2 separate regions of the Mus musculus genome follow, and region 1 is linked to region 2. The links are chromatin contacts, called in public HiChIP or PLAC-seq maps. All regions are on one chromosome and are shown on one strand. The core of a region is the stretch at or near the end of the contact, and the rest is flanking DNA. Distances in the headings are between cores, read along the strand shown. Region 1 has its middle 25 kb from the start of Tex36. Region 2 has its middle 29 kb from the start of Gm35364.

Region 1 (3,030 bases), core at 297-2,796, 480 kb after region 2:
AACTCCTGGGATTCTTCTGACGATTATTGATTATAATGTACAGATTCTCTAATGGGATGACCAAGCAATATTCAATTTTGGGATCTACGTGGAATTTCCAAACTAATTCACACATAAGACTTTTCTAACCTCTGCATTCCTACTCTGTGAGTGCACACATTGTGATCAATCATATCTGCCCCTCTCCGCTCACCTCCTCTCTCCAGGCATAGCCCTCTCACTTACTTCTAGCATCTACAAAATCTCTGGTCTCTCATGTATCAAGAATACTTAGCATGAGGTCTTCCCTCCTAACTTTTAAGAGTGAGAAATACAGCAGCATTGGCTATAGGCACCTTGTTCCACAGAACATCTCTGGAACTTATTCTTCTCAACCCAAATTTCTGACCTGTGGCTGACTAACCCCCACTCCCTTCCTCCCTCCCTAGCACGCAGTAACCAATAGTCTAGCCTTTGGCTTTATGGATTTGACTATTTTAAATACATGAAAGCATCTATTTTTCTGAGTCTTCTATTGCACTTAGCACCTGTTCCTCAGACTCCCCACCCCCACCCGCCAGGCTTCTGTGTCACCGTAGTTCCTCCCTCTCTGAGGCTGTATAGCGTGGATCTCTCCATGGTCACCACATCCACCTATTCAGCCTCTGTTTAGGCAGCCTGTTTCCCTAATTGCTCCTGCTGCCACAAGCAGGAGAGTGTAGTTTGTTTTGTTTTTGTTTTTGTTTTTGCGTTTTGTTTTGTTTTGTTGTTCCTGATTTTCACTTCTTTGAACTTGTTTTCCCACCGTCCTGGCTGACCCTGGGGTCATCTGGGGAGCTTTCTATAAAAGACTGGGGCATCCCCACCTCCAGAATCTCGCTAGGCCGATCTAGTGGGACCCAGACACTAATGAACGCTGGGCTCCTCAGGACACTTGAGGAACAGTCAGCTTCATAGGTCTTAGCCCCTCCACCCCCACACACTTGGGACTGGAGAGCTGGCTCACTGGTTACCAGCACAAGCCGCTTTTCCAGAGGACTTCAGTTTGTTTCCCACCACCTATGTCAGGCAGCTCACAACTGCTTAGAACTCCATCTCCAAGGGATCTGAGGTCCTCTCCAGGCCTCCTTGGTCACCCACATGCAGACATCCCCTTACCTTAGAAGTAAAAATAAACCTCAGAGAAAATAGCCTTGTCTCCAGTTTTGTCTTGCTCACATCTTCATCTCCACTTTCCTTCTGGGAAGTTTTGTCCAGCCCCTTTATTAATCTGCCAAGCCCAGTTAAGATCCCAGAGGACCTCAAATCCTCTACAAATCTAGATCCACTGCTGCTGGGCTTCCTTCAGACTCATCAGGGTTTCACCTGATGCAGAGTCCCTCCCCTCTCTTAATAGCTCATCCTGTCCCAACCCCCCATCCCCCGCCCATGCTGCTGTGGTTTGAAAGTGAACAGCTGGCCACACAGCATTCTCAGTAAGAAGCAGAGCGATGAATACTGACATTCCGTTCTCTTTCCCCTTCCTCTTCGGGCCTCATAGCCTTGCAGCTATGAGATGGTACCACCCACATTCAGGGTGGTCTGGAAACAGGACACACCCAAAGATGTGACTCTGGTAACTCTAAACCAACAAGAAGACAGCAAAGGTTAACCATCAGAGCCACCACACCCAGCTGCATGCAGGACACAGCTCTCGGCTTCCTTCAGGTGCACTGAACTGAACTCACCTGAAGCCCCCACCTGAAGGCCCCACCTGAGGCCCCCACCTGCTGCTCCCACCTGAAGCCCCCACCTGAAGGCCCCACCTGAGGCCCCCACCTGCTGCTCCCACCTGAGGCCCACACCTGCTGCTCCCACCTGGCCCCTCCAGTTTCCCTGCAGTTTGTTCCACTCAAGCAGGGGCCACGTGCTACCTATAGTTGCCTGAGACCAAATGCTTTGTGTTTCTGGCTGCTAGGTGGGAAAACAGTAGACCTCATTCTGCTTGCTGAATAATTCCATTATCCCTCTCTATTACACTATTAATTCTTCATTTTATCTGTCATTAGGTTTTCAGTAAATAAATAAATGAAGCCAGCACAACTGCTTATATCCATAAGTAATCAAAATGTATTTAGTGCCTTAGTAAGTAGCTTGTTTTTCTAATTTTCCTTTAATTAGCAGAGAAAGAATTAAAATCAATTCCTTATCCAGCAGATAAAAAATTAAACTCAGCTTTTTCCCTCATACATATCCAAATTTGAACGTACACAAGAAACACAAATTCATAATCATCCTGTAATATAATATGTATCCAATATTAAACACATTGCTATGACATTTATCTTCTCTCCCTGATCACAGCTTAATAAAATTATAATTATGACCTTTCAAAGCATCCTCGCCTGATCCCCACTGATGCAGCCTCCGTAGCTTCATATCTTGGCTCTTCCTAGGGGCAGCTACATCTCCCTGACAGGTCTTCTGGTCTGGATGAGGTCTGTTGTTGCTCAGCCTCGTAGTGCAGAGGCCAGAGCAGTGCTAAACTCAGTAAGGGCTCAAAATCCGGTCACTTGTCCCATCCCTTCCCAAGAAGTTACTTGCAACTGATACTTGCTGGGGAAGGGAAAATCAGCTTTCCCCAACAGAGTGTCCCTGGATATATCAACCATACTACAGAGTAGGTAGGCCCCATGTCCCAGGCCATCACAAAAGGACTGTGTGTGTGTGTGTGTGTGTGTGTGTATGTGTGTGTATGTGTGTGTGTGTGTTAGGTATATGTGTGTGTGTATGTGTGTGTGTATGTGTGTGTGTATGTGTGTGTGTTGGGTATGTGTGTGTTGTATGTGTGTATGTGTGTGTGTTGGGTGTGTGTGTGTGTTGGGTGTGTGTGTGTGTATGTGTGTGTGTATGTGTGTGTGTGTTGGGTATGTGTGTGTATATGTGTGTGTGTTGGGTGTGTATGTGTGTGTGTATGTGTGTGTGAGTTGGGTATGTGTGTGTGTGTGTGTGTGAGTTGGGTGTGTGTGTGTGTGTATGTGTGTGTATGTATGTATATGTGTGTGTGTTTAT
Region 2 (3,204 bases), core at 632-3,131:
GCCAATAAAGCTCAAGGTTCCTGGCCTGGGGAGATGGCACAATGAGTATGGCGGCCTGCCTAGAGTCCCAGTGCTGGAGAGATGGGAGGCAGAGATGAGATTCCCCAAGACAACTGGCTATCCAGCTCAATCAGCAAGCTCTTGTAGAAAGCAGCGACACACACTCTGCTTCACCCATGTGTACACACATACACACACTTCACACACACACCCATATATACATAATACATTAAAACAAACAAACAAACAAACAAACAACTTATGATCTCATCCCAGAGAAAGGATCAGAATACAAGGGTAACGACTCCCAGGTTTCCCCATGGCTTCGAGGCTCATTAAGGCCAGCAGCCCACAGGGCATTTGACTCTCTCATTCCAAGCCTTGTCAGGGTAGTACAGCCTTTTTTTTTTTTTTTTGGCTCAACAGCTTGTCAGGTCCCTTTGGAAGGACACTGCTAAACAACACATGATTCTAACAAGGCTGCCATTAAATAAAGTGGGATTTCTCAATGCGAAGTTCCCGTTCCAGAGTAGGTCACAGGCAGCTGTACTTACAAGCCTCTCTCAGTACCCAAGAGGCTTTTTAAAGTATTAAGTAGAGAAAATGCATGTAACTTCCCAGTTAAAATACAGTGCAGACACTCTAAAAGGTTGAGGCGGCATCCACTCCATTTTCATTGCCAGATGGCAGGACACTGCGATAAAAGCACATACTTCGATAAAAGACTCAACTGCGGTGACCCTTGATGCAATACTAGCCATCGCTCTTGCATCAGGGAAGATCCTGAAACCACCTGGTAGAGGATTCTCAGTTTTGGAGGGATGCATCCTGAAATCTTAGGGAAGAAATTTAGCCTCCTGTCCAGAACGGAAAAAAAAAAAAAAACAACCTGATTTCTCTAACTCACTTGATTACAAACAGATGTGTATTGGAATCAGGCTCTTCCACAGGCCGAAGCCAAGCCAACAGACTCTTGGGGGAAGCTAGAGGGCCTGGGAGGCAGAGGGAGATGACCATCCATGCAGTGTATGTAGTCCAGAGATAGCAGGGAGCTGGGCAGGAGACTGAGACAGGAGGATTACAAACTTAGTTGTTGTGGCCCTATCTTCAAATAGAAGAGCAAACTGTGTAGTATATGAGAAGCTCCAGGTTCAGTCTCTGGCACCATAAAGTAAAACTTAGACCAGAATGACTTTATAAACCACAAGCGAGGAAAAACAGCTGTCAAGATATGGCGTGGATTGATTTAATAACCACGATTACAGAGATGTTAAAATGTTACCAACCAGTGAAATCGAGTACGCACTGAAGTACCTTACTCTAACCAGTAAGGTTAGAAACACAGGCATCTCCACTTCGGATAAAAAAAAACCCTGGAGCTCCCCAGTATTAGACTTGTCTATCACTCCACTGGCAGAATGGGGAAGGAGTTTCTGGCCAGTCTCTGAACCGGTTGCCTGGAGCAGGTTAAGTTCTCCACAATTGCCTTCTGCCACACAAACTCCAAGCAACCATGCCAAGCTCCGAGTCACATCCAGACTCACCAAGCACTTCTGTATAGAAGAATATTCTATCAACTCTTGGAGGGGGAAAAAAAAAAGCCACTAAAACATGACATTCAAGTGAGAATGGATGTTCAAAAATATCAAAAATAAGCTTCCAAGTTAGAAAACCGCTGAGGGTTATTTTCACATTCTAATGAATTTAGTTTCATAAACACAAATCAAGCAGACACTCTCAAAATTCTAATGGTATGGTATAAAACAAAACAGACAAACAAACAAGAAACAAAAAACTCTTATTGCCAGAGTATGGATGCCATTGAGAAAAATATGTAAGGAACGACTCACTGCAAAGGGTCTCCCTCGTGGTCTGTGTTCATGAACTTGGCTCTGAGCTGGCTTGCCTTGCTGCCTTGCTGCCTTGCTGAAGCAGCAAGGAGTTTGAGATACAGGACTAGGGGTCATGCTCTCAGTCAGCAGAGCATGGGGAATCTATCTGAGTTCAAACCCTGGCACAGACTTAAAAACAGGTGTCTATCCACGATCGTGATGCTGGGGGAAGGGGCACACAAGGGAGGGAGATAGGGTGAATCCCAGGGTTGTAGCTCAGTTGGTGAGCTCCGAGTTCAATAAGGGACCCTCTCTCAGAGATTAGATATCTGATGTGTGTTTGCACACAAACACCGGAGTTTGAGGCCTTCTATCCTTTTTTTTTTCGAGACAGGGTTTCTCTGTGTAGCCCTGGCTGTCCTGGCACTCACTTTGTAGACCAGGCTGGCCTCGAACTCAGAAATCCGCCTGCCTCTGCCTCCCGAGTGCTGGGATTAAAGGCATGCGCCACCACGCCCGCTCCCACTCAGGCATTTCAATCAGGTGTCTGGTAAGCACACAGCAGGTGGGGGAGGGGGGACCACACAGAGGGCATCCACCTCATGGGGACTATCAGCATCAAGTGTAGACTGCTGGGCAGCATGAAAGTGTTTGGAAAGAACCTGGAGATGTTGAGGCAAAAGTAGACCCAGACTGCTCACCTTGCTGTGTGGCTTCAATCTGTGTGTCAAGCCCATCCATCAAACAGAAAGCACCCAAGTTCAAATCCCAGAGTTGAACAAACTAATCACAAGTATGCAAAATTAGCAGGCTGGAAACACAAAACCAGGAGCTAGGGAAACACGTTGGAAGGCCTGTTCCACTCGCTCTGCAGCCTGGTGGGATACAGAATGGGTGGTTACCTTAAGCAGAACCCCTCCATCTGAGAACAAAGGCTTTTGGTCTGGAAACTGTAATTAGAACTCATCCGAACGTGACTGTACAACTGTCTATCACTACATGAGCACAGACTGATCTGTTTAGCCTTTTAAAGAACAAGGCACCAGGGCTGGTGAGATGGCTCAGTGGGTAAGAGCACCCGACTGCTCTTCCGAAGGTCCGGAGTTCAAATCCCAGCAACCACATGGTGGCTCACAACCATCTGTAACAAGATCTGACTCCCTCTTCTGGCGTGTCTGCAGACAACTACAGTGTACTTACATATAATAAATAAATAAATCTTTAAAAAAAAAAAAAAAAAAAAAACAAAAAAAAAAAACAAAAAAGAACAAGGCACCAAGAAGAATCTCTCCTCTAAGAAGAATTCCAAAGCCCAACCACTCCCCTAAAATACAAGTACAGCATCCCTTATCCAACCAGGGAACCTTGGGGA

What was found. HiChIP or PLAC-seq counts read pairs in DNA pulled down with a chosen protein or histone mark.
Region 1: a contact with region 2 is called in an H3K27ac HiChIP or PLAC-seq map of embryonic stem cells, with 2.2 times the contacts expected there. The contact joins two enhancer-like sites. A contact is called at or near these places in 4 of 115 datasets of contacts at active chromatin or transcription factors (astrocytes, embryonic basal ganglia, embryonic stem cells and 1 more) and 1 of 9 other capture datasets (embryonic stem cells).

The regions. Positions count from the first base shown.
Region 1 is chr7:133,575,570-133,578,599 of GRCm38.p6, forward strand. No RefSeq gene overlaps it. Among named protein-coding and RNA genes, the nearest start is that of Tex36, 25 kb to the right of the region's middle. Within about 2 kb of position 1,547, at least 5 of the 459 cell types and tissues checked have an H3K27ac peak or open chromatin away from gene starts, as enhancers often do. A contact at or near this core is called in embryonic stem cells, where this site is marked.
Region 2 is chr7:133,093,415-133,096,618 of GRCm38.p6, forward strand. It overlaps a transcript of Ctbp2 not described here. Among named protein-coding and RNA genes, the nearest start is that of Gm35364, 29 kb to the right of the region's middle. Within about 2 kb of position 1,882, at least 17 of the 459 cell types and tissues checked have an H3K27ac peak or open chromatin away from gene starts, as enhancers often do. A contact at or near this core is called in embryonic stem cells, where this site is marked.